2 separate regions of the Ovis aries genome follow, and region 2 is linked to region 1. The links are chromatin contacts, called in public Hi-C maps. All regions are on one chromosome and are shown on one strand. Each heading gives the region's core, a stretch centred on a gene start, on an enhancer-like site or on the middle of the called end of the contact. The rest is flanking DNA. Distances are from core to core; before and after follow the strand shown.

Evidence for each region. Hi-C and Micro-C count contacts between places; a contact is called where the count stands out from the background.
Region 2: a Hi-C map of liver shows a contact between it and region 1, with 2.2 times the contacts expected there. The contact joins two enhancer-like sites. A contact is called at or near these places in 5 of 16 Hi-C or Micro-C datasets (blood, hypothalamus, liver and 2 more).

The regions. Positions count from the first base shown.
Region 1 is chr7:78,623,494-78,628,471 of ARS-UI_Ramb_v3.0, forward strand. No RefSeq gene overlaps it. Among named protein-coding and RNA genes, the nearest start is that of ZFP36L1, 77 kb to the right of the region's middle. Within about 2 kb of position 2,413, at least 10 of the 54 cell types and tissues checked have an H3K27ac peak or open chromatin away from gene starts, as enhancers often do. A contact at or near this core is called in liver, where this site is marked.
Region 2 is chr7:78,696,125-78,701,102 of ARS-UI_Ramb_v3.0, forward strand. ZFP36L1 (ZFP36 ring finger protein like 1) reads right to left here. Exons shown (of 2, transcript XM_015097137.4): 2 at 1,573-4,397. The coding sequence ends at 3,438. Among named protein-coding and RNA genes, the nearest start is that of ZFP36L1, 4.5 kb to the right of the region's middle. Within about 2 kb of position 2,992, at least 23 of the 54 cell types and tissues checked have an H3K27ac peak or open chromatin away from gene starts, as enhancers often do. A contact at or near this core is called in liver, where this site is marked.

The DNA of each region.
Region 1 (4,978 bases), core at 1,163-3,662:
GTTGCTCTCCATCCTCACCAGCACTTAAGTATTTCAGGCTTTTTCAGTTTTAGCCATTCTGATGTATGTGTATCTCCCGGTGGTTTTAATCTGCACTCCTCAGGTAGCTAATCACATTGAGCCCCTTTATTCATTGCCTTTAGTCTGAAATTTAGCTAAAGGGATCTGATAGCTAATACTTACCTCTCCTTGGTGATTGCTGGGAGAACTAAAGAACTGGGTCCCCCATCAGAAGGGATACATGTCTGTGTATGGCTGAGTCCTGTCGCTGTTTACCTGAAACTATCGTAACAATGCCAACTAGTTACACCTCAATACAAAATAGAAAGTTTTTTTAAAAAAGGAATTGGGTCCGCCACCCCAGATCCTTGATCGCACTCTACTAGTTAAAGTGAACACTGACGTACAATCAGTTGGTGTGAGATCATTCATTTCTGAATAATCCGTATTTTACTCTCAACTCCTAAATCTCTCTTGCAACACTTAGCCCTGGGCAATCCTTAGCCCAAAACCAAAGAAGAAAGAGTATTCTGAAAGCAAGGAAAAAAATCAACCAGTCAACCTTCAAGGCAAAGATTTAACTATGTTTAAACAAAAGAACTTTCCACTTTAAAGCTAAAGTCAGATGAAATTATAATCCACTGTTTACTGGATGTTTAGGTTAGTGGAGTTTTTAAACAGAAGGGTTTTTTATTCTTTATGGTGGTTTAATGAAAGGAGCACTTAAAAGACAGTTTACTCTGTCTTCCAGTTGGGTAAGAATCTCAGGAGATTCTTTAGAATAGTCATATCATCCAGGCTCCATGGGACGGATATGGAATTGGGGGGGATTGGGAGGATGCTGAGAGAATTGCCAAGGCAGTTGGTGTAAGACAGCTTCTGCCGTGTCCACCACCCAGGACTGGGGCAAGATACCCAGGTCCTTTAGATGGAGGAATTACAGACAGTTGCAGAGATGTGAGGCAAGACATGAAGTTCCCAACCCCTCCACACTAGGTCTCATGTAAACAAGCCAGCAGTAAACTCCCATCTTCTCTGCCCAACAAACAGCGCTGATGTATTTATATCTTGTAGAGCCTTGGGGCAAAAGAGCAAGCCCCACGTTAAGTAGAGCAGAAATCATCCCACAACTTTTATCAAATGCTAAGAACAATTTTGAATGTGGAAAATTTCTTCTTAATAGGGAAATGGAAAATTACAGATATAGAATCACATAATCTTAGAGCTGGAGGGAACCTTGGAGGTCATCGGTTGAACCTCACGCCTAGTTCTGGAATTCACATTACGACACCCCTGCTGTCCCCTGCTTTCACGATCCTGAAACTGGGTCCTTTCTCAGCACCTCCAAGGAAGCTTTCCATTCATCATTGGATGATTATGAGACAGTCATTCTAATATTGAACCAAAGCACTACTTTTGGAAACTTCCACCCTTCAGTCATAGTTTGAATGAATTTATTTCCTTTCCTTCATGAGAGCCCTTTGGGTATTTTAACACTATCAGCCTGATTCCTTCTGAGAGTTTTTTTCCCCAGGATAAGCATTCTCAGTTCCTCCAAGCAATCCATTATAAAACACAGCCCTGGAAAGGCCTGAGCTCTCTGGAGTGGAGTTTTCCTAATGTTTCTTCCCCTCGACTTGAAAACCAGACCTGTGTCAGGGGCTAGGGCAGGTAATCCGCTCTCAGGGATTTCCCCAAAGATACAGGGAGTGCTTCTGAGAAATGCAAGGTCTACACAATAGTACTGGAGGATTTTATTTTCAAAAAATGTTCAGCAAAGTTGGAGTATATTGAGGAAATAAGTGTCACACTGTTGACCCCAATCTGGAACAAACCCAAGTGGTTTTCCCAGGAGAGGGGTAGGTTCATGTTAATCAGATCACATACTCAAGCTCACTATCTCTTCCAGGCACCTCTGAGGATAGCAGAATAGCTCCTTCAGAACACTGTTGGATCTGGAACTTCCTTAGTCCTTTGTTTTGTCCACCTGGGCAAAGTGGCCCCAACCAGCGCCAGAGAGGAAGAGAATGTGAATACCTTAGAACAAGAGTCGGGTGAAGGCCTTCCGTGTTCATGCCTTACCGGACATGCAGGTAAACTACTTCACCATCTCGTTCCCCACAGCCTGGGTCCCAGGGTGAAGCAGTATACTTGTGAGCATGTGCACAAGTATGTATAGACCCACACACACTCACAAGTACACATGTCCTTAAGGCTTTTCTTATCAGCATCCCCACTTGTGTTCAACTATCCACCAAGACCAGGAAATAAAACCCAGCTCTTCACAGGCAGAATCTTGGCCTCTCCTTGGAGGCTCAATGATTTTATGGTAGAGGCAATTTTGAGCAGCCAGCAAAACAAGACAAAGGTCTTATTTGGTTTATCTAGCCCAGGTTACGCCCATTGTTCAGCGGGCCAAGCATCGTTAATCAGTACCCAGACCTCTGAATATAATCTTTACTAAATAAACCTGTGTAGATATTCTTGCTACATAACGATAAAATTACTATTCTGGGGAGGAAGCAAAATCACTAAGGTTTTAGGCAATAATCTTTCCTTCCCTATAAAAATAGAAAGGAATGCCTGTCCCAGAGTTATAAAGGAAGGGAAATCTATAACTTATGATAAAATCAACTGCCAAAACAATGCCAAGCGGAGCTTTTTGGAAAGAAGGTATTGTGAGTAAAGTCCTAGAAGGACCCTCTCTCCCCAGTTCCTTTTTACATTCCCATGCAAACTCATAAAGGGGAAAACTGCATGATTTTGAAACCCAAGTATCCTATTTTTAAAAAATCATGTGTTGAAATTTAAGAATGCAAAAGAATTGTAATTACAACACCAAGAGGAGTGGTTATGAAATACCAATAATGGTTGATAAATGCTCAACCTATTTAATGAAATACATAAACAAACCTTTGACCAGAGGCATGGATGTTAGCAGGTCACCATCAGGGTGAGGGAAGCCTCTGAACACACCTCTGACAAGGGTGAAGGTAAGCAGAGAGCAGCCTGTCTCCCTTTGATGAGGGCTGCTCTCTGAGAAGACCAGCTTGAGAGAGAGCTGGAAATAATCAACCATTGTTTTGGAAAGGGCTCTCCTAGATCCTCAGGTTATCTTGCAGCCCATTCTACAGGCCTCCCAACTTCCCCCACCCCTGCTTGTCAAAACAAATCTGTGGGAGAAGCATACTCAGGAATGTATGATGCTCTGTTTAATATGGAAAAAGAGAAAAAAAATGGAAAATGATCCTCTGGAGGCCTGGGAAGAAATAAAGAAGCCCATTTCTGCAGCCTCCACATTACAGACTCTAAGAGAAGGAGCCTTTTAACAGGATGCCTAAGAAAGTTTGGGCTTCCCCAGTGGCTCAGCGATAAAGAATCCTCCTACAATTCAGGAGCCACGGAAACATGGATTCAATCCCTGGGTCAAGAAGATCCCTTGGAGGAGGGCGTGGCAGCCCACTTCAGTATTCTTGCCTAGAGAATTCCATGATCAGAGGAGCCTGGTGGGCTACAGTCCATAGAGTCGCAAAGAGTCAGACAAAACTGAAGTGCCTTAAAGACACATGTATGCACTAAGAAAGATCTGGAATTTGTCGCTCCTTCAGAAAATTGTCTGTCCATTTCGTTGTAGGCTTCTAAAAGTTTAAGTCAGCGCTATGGACTGTAGTTCAATCTGAGCTTCCCTTCTTATTCTCTTCTTTTACTGGCCTTACGAACAGCAGGGCCTGTTTACCCACTGCTTAGAGAAGAACGCAAAAGTACTGCTCTCAACAGGGCAACCCTTCTTGAATTTTTAGAGGATTAGCACACAATGAAACATGTCACACCTAACTAGGCTTTTAATTCTGAATCTCAGCCTCCAGATTTAATAGCGATGTGATCTTAATATCTCTGAGTCTCCATTTCCTCAACTACAAAATGGGGCTAGAACCTAAATTACAAAAATTAAATCAGTTAAATGAATTCAAATTTCATCCCATTCCCTGGCACATGGCATCTAGGAAACAGTAACTTATGATTATAATCAACTTTTCACTGCTGGTTCATTCATGGCCTCTAGACATTTTGCGCTGAAGAATCGATACTATGCAAATCAGTTATTGTGTAGGGAAGCAATGCTAGATTCAGACTGTAAAGAAATAATTTAGTAACGAAGTGCTGAAATCCCTGTGGCTCTCGCTCTTGAGATTCTGAACAGATACATTCCTACAGGATCCAACTGGTACATTTCTGCTGTGATGTAATGAAAGGGCCTGGGTTTTAAACCAGGAGAATTGTCTCAGTTTCAGCAATGATACTTTCTAGCTATGTAACTGGGAAGCAGCTACTCAGAAAATAGCAAGTGAAATTTATAAAGCATTTACCTGTTTTGATAGTTTTATAATGCCATGTTTTCTTTTTATAGTCATTTCAATAGCAAGACTGCATTTTTTAAAAGGAAAGTCTAATCACTCTTTCAATTTTCTGTTTTGTTTTTAGATTAGAAAATTACATTATGTAACTTTGGAAAACAGCAAAGAGGAAGAAACAGCATAATTCTATCTTCCCAACCCAGACACCATCTCTGTTATTCTCTTACAATAAAAGCACTCCCAGAACCCAGCATGATCTTTCTTACCTGCCTCCCCTTCCCCATTCTCTCAAATGCTTGATTACTTTACTGGCTCATTATCAGACTAAAGTGCCTGTATGTGTGTATGTGTGCACACACAACCCACACAAATATGAGAAAGGGCAAACTATATAGATTGCGAGGATGCTATCAAGAACTTCCATGGTGGTCCCTCCATTAAGAATCCACCTGCCAATGCGGGGAGCGCCGATTTGATCCCTGGTCTGGGAAGATCCCACATGCCTCAAGGCAACTGAGCCCAGGCACCATACCCACTGAACCCATGCTCTGCAACAACGAGAAGCCCAAGCACCACAACTAGAGAGGGGCACCTGCTCGCCTCAACTCGAGAAAGCCCATGAG
Region 2 (4,978 bases), core at 1,742-4,241, 73 kb after region 1:
ACCACCCACCACACACACATACATGTGTTCATTCCCTCTGCAAGGGACAGGAGGCCTGGGTTTACTCCAGACCCTGGGAGGGCTGATTTTCCTCCTTCTTCCACCAGCAGCCCTTGCCCTGGGAGAGGTAATAGTCCCTTTTTTCTACATCCTGGCCCTGTCCCCCAGCAAGCACTTACTGCCAGGAAACAAAATCACAGGAAGCCTAAGGTAGGTCTGCCCCACCTCAAAGACAGCCCTGGGCCAGCTGATGTGTGCTGCAGACCTGTCGTCCTTGGGAGAGGCCCAGTGGAGTCCCAATGGAAATTCAGCTTACTCTCTAAAACTGAATGCTGGGAAAGATTGAGGGCAGGAGAAGGGGGCAACAGAGGTTAAGATGATAGGATGGCATCTTTGACTCAACAGACATGAATTTGAGCAAGCTCCAGAAGATGGTCAAGGACAAGGAAGCCCAACATGCTGCAGTCCATGGGGTCGCAGTCAGACACGACTAAATGACTGGGCAATCACAACAGCAACCCAAAAACTTACAGAGTGCAAGGAACTGAAGGCAGCTAAGCCTCAGATATCCCTGCCTCCTCAGATAGAAATCCTCCCAAGAACCAGACTGAGATTTCAGGATGCAGCCTCTCTCTGGCAGGCAAAACATCCCCTCTAAGTGGCCATCTAACAATGGCTGAGGTTCCTCTAGCCAAGGAGACCTCATCCTTTCCAAGATGACCACCTGCCTATCCTGCGTGGCATCAGGGATGCAACAAAGATGAAGGTGGTGGGAACTGATGACTTCCCATTACACAGGCCATTTTCATGCCTCTTCCCTTTAACAGCCTTCCAAATATAGAAGCACATGTTGAGTCCAAATGAAACCACCTTTGCCCCTAGTGCCCTGTGACTGAGCCCCTCACCACCCTGAAAACCCATGAGTCTACAGTGGTTCATCATACCCACCCCAGACAGGTGTTAAGAGGCTAGGGCTTCAGGTCCATCTCCTGCAGAGAAAAACAAGCCTAGAGGGAATTCCTGGCTGTCCAGTGATTAGGACTCCACACTCCCAATGCAAGGGTGTGGGTTTGACCCCTAGTCTAGGAACTAAGATTGCATGTGCCAGGTGGCACAGCCAAAAATAAAAAAAAAAGGCTGGAAGCGCCCAAATAAAAGAACAAATCCAGGTTTGCTGGAGTGCCATGTGCTACATCCCCCTCTTATCATTTCAGCACCCCAAACATTAGGACCACAGACTAAGCAGGGAATACTGGAAGCCCCCATGCCTCAGGTCTCCAGAAGAACCTTCGAGGCTACAGCGTGGATAAGGCTGGCCCCTAGTCAACAACCAACAACTGGGCAGGTTAATACAAATACAGGCTGCTTTGCAATCAACTCCCACACCATCCCCTCTAAGCTCAACAGACTTCCAACCTCAACAAAAGGAGCCAGCCACTGGTTTAGCTGTTAAAGACTAGAAGAAATCAACCAGGGCCCTTCTCCCCTCCTCCCCTTCCTAGCACCTACCTCATCTACAAGCCTACAGGCACAGTAAAACCAAAGCAAGCAAAACCAGCTTCACCATCGATGTTTCTTGAAAAAAATGGGTTTATTGATTTTTAAACTGCAAATAGTCGTTACAAAAAGTTTTTTTTTTTTAAATAAATTCACACAAAGAAAGAGAAATAGAAAGCGACGGTAGTGACCAGCAAGAGGAATAATAATTACATTCATCTTAATGTGTGGTGTGCCAGTTCTGTTTGTATTAACATTGGAAAACTCCAAAACCTGGAATCCAGAACCTCAAATCTGCAATCGGAATGTCTTGAGATGGGCACGTGGAAGTCAAAGGGTTTCTTTTTTTTTTTTCCCTTTTAGAAGCTATACATAAAAAGTTGTTTTCCTTCTGTACTGTCACAGAACTTTTACATACATTCTCAGTCCTAGTTGTGAAAGGCCAAAAGAGAAAGAAACTCAATTTGCAGTCCAACACAAAGGGGGGAAATTTCTAAAATAAATAATCCAACAGTTTTTTGCATTTTTTTAAATTAATTTTTCATTTTTTTAAAATAAAATAACCAAAAAAAGTGTAAAGTTACAAAAAATGTCGTTGAAGAATAATATATTAAAACTGTGGAAAAAAAGGAAAAAGACACGTCACAAAATTTTAAGATTAATATGAAGATCATAATTTAACATAAAAGAATATATTCTATGGATTTGTCATCCCGATAAATATGAACAAAATTAACAAAAAAAAAGCATAGTTTGGCAATAAATACGTTTTGATAAGTTAAATAAGCTTTTTTATATTGATGTGCAGTGACAAGCAAAATTTTTGCTCTCCAATTTCTGAAAGTTATATGAAGTTTAAAACCCAGGGAAAAAAGCATGGCGTGAGTGCTCTAAGGATAGACCTACGGTATTCTAGAGCAAAAACCATTAAAGCTACTTCTACAGGAAATCGTTTTACACAGATATTGTATGTGGAATGAATACCATTAACTGCTCACCCCTTACATGTTTTTTTTTTAAGCTTTTCTCTCTTTTTGTTGTTATTTTTTAAGATGTCACATATGAACTGGGGAACTTTAGCACCAAAATCAAGTCTCTCATAGTCCATCTAGCTTCCCCTTCCTCCCCACTTAAAAAAGAAAAAAATTAAATCACAAAGTCCCACTTATGTCACAATCTTCATCCGCTTTTGCAGTCTTCCTTCCTGCAGACCTACACGAACCCAGGCAAGATTAGTCAACAGAGGTTCAGGTCGGGAAGAAAAAAGGTTTTGAATGTCAAGACAGGTTTCCCCAAAAACCCAAGTCTGGCAACAACTCTCCCGAGGGGGGTGTGGGGGCTACCAGGGAGAGGGAGGGAAGAAGTGTGTGGGAGATTGAAATTAAGGAAAGGTGCAATTGTGTTGCCAGTGGAGGGAGCTGCTGGTTCTACATGCCCCCCCCCACCTCCCCCTCCCCCTGGGCAGAGGCTCTGGGGAGGCCCACGGGTGCCCTCTGGCGCTGAAGAGGTAATGTAGTCACAGTGACAAAGTTAGATTACAAGGCACTAAGTTGCTTCTGTAAACTGTTACTGCTTTTTCTTTTGTGATTTGGCACTTAAGGCTTAAGCCAGGGCGGGGGTAAAAAAAAAAAAAAAGGCATCTACTGACAAATATGGGACTTGTCTGTTATGCATGGTTAAGTGGGCTATAAAAATCGAGGGGGTTCAAGCCAGAGGAAGCTACTGACAAACTGACTTGTCCTTATGTTGGGGGGTGGGGTGTAAAGAGGGGAGAGGGAGGGGGCATTCCAAGGTTCTGGGGGAAAGGGGTTGAGCTTAACCTTGTTAATGTAGGGGTTTGTCAGGAATCAGAAGGGGAGGGAGGTAAGGGTAGGGGATGTCGGGAGGGGATGAGGGGGTGGGGGAGGGGAGTAGGCAGGGGCGTCCCTCCCTACCCTGGTTTAGTCATCTGAGATGGAAAGTCTGCTGAAAATGGGCAGGCGTCTTGAGTTGTCCAAAGTAGGGGAGTCTGAGCCACTATGGCTGCTGCTGGAGCTGCTCAGGTAGCCCTCCTGGTCCGAGAGAGAATCCTGAGGGCTGGGGGGAGAGTCAAACATGTGAGGGGACTCAGACATGGGCCGGAAGAGGAAGGTGGTCGGGGAGCCACCCCCGGGCAGCCCCATGCTAGGGGCAAAGAGGCTCGCCAGCTCCTGGCTGGAGAAGGCGAAGGGGTTATTGGTGCCATCGGGGAGGGTGGGTGAGCCCAGGAGGTCATCGGCGCTCAGGATGGGGGGTGGGGTGATGGATGTGGGGCTGTCCAGCAGCCCCGTGGCAGCGGCGGTGGCGGCGGCACTGGGAAACCCAGCAAAGCTAAAGCTATGCTGGAGGCGGGGACGGTCAGCAGAGAGGTCCCGGGCCCCGGCCAGGGCACGGCGCTCCTCGGCGTTGTGGATGAAGTGGCAGCGGGGCCCGTATGGGCAGAAGCCGATGGTGTGGAAGGTGCGGCATAGCTCCGTCTTGTACTTGGGGTGGCGGGTCAGGCTTCGGAGCTCGTGGATGCCGTGGGCGAACTGGCACTTGTCGCCGTACTTACAGGCTCCGTTCTCCTCGAAGGGGCGGCACAGCTCCGTCTTGTAGCGGCTGGAGTTGACCTGGCCGCTTCCCGGCTGCTTCTGGGGGGGCAGCAGCCGCTCGCCCCCTTCTGAGAAAGAGCGGTCTCGGAAGCGGCTGTCCCGAGAGCTCAGAGCTGGGGCTGGCTCACCCTTGAGGCTGCTGAGAAGCTGGTTCTGGTGGAATTTGGAGCTGGGCAGAGTGACCGAGTGCCTCCGGGGAAAACCCCCGCCGGCAGGGGTGCCCACCGCCTTCCTGTCCAGCAGGCAACCCCCGGCACTGGGAGTACTGTAGTTGAGCATCTTGTTACCCTGGAGGGGAAAGAGAGGAGAGAGACTGTGGTTAGTGGCAAAGGCCATCCACCAGGCCCAAGAAGAGTACCCCCTAAGGGCAGCCCCCTCCTCGATCAGAAATGCTCCCTCTCAAAGGAACTCACCATCCTCACCTCTCCGCCGGCAAGCCCCCTCCTCCTCTTTCTCCCATTCCCCAGAGGGTTTACTTTGGTCCCAGGCAGAAGAAACTACAAAAATCCTGGCCTATGTGAGACATTGTTTCACACATGCACCTACTCCATGCCAGTCCCTGGATCCCTGGAATGCACTGTCATATCCTGTCCCCAAAGCTACCACTTTCATCCAGAAAATCCAACTTCACCTTCCTCAGTTGAAAATATCTCACACAATTCACAAACTCTCATTTCCCACCCTCCTAACAAAAAAAGGTAAACCGCAGGAGACTATGGGCTAGGTCTCCTTTCAATCAGTCCCTGCTTAACTGACTACCTCCGCCCCCCACACACAAACACACAGCCTGGCCGAAGACTCTCAACTTCCTCCTTCAGAAGCATCTATTGCTTTGGCAACAGGTTTCCAGACTGCCTTCACTTTACCTT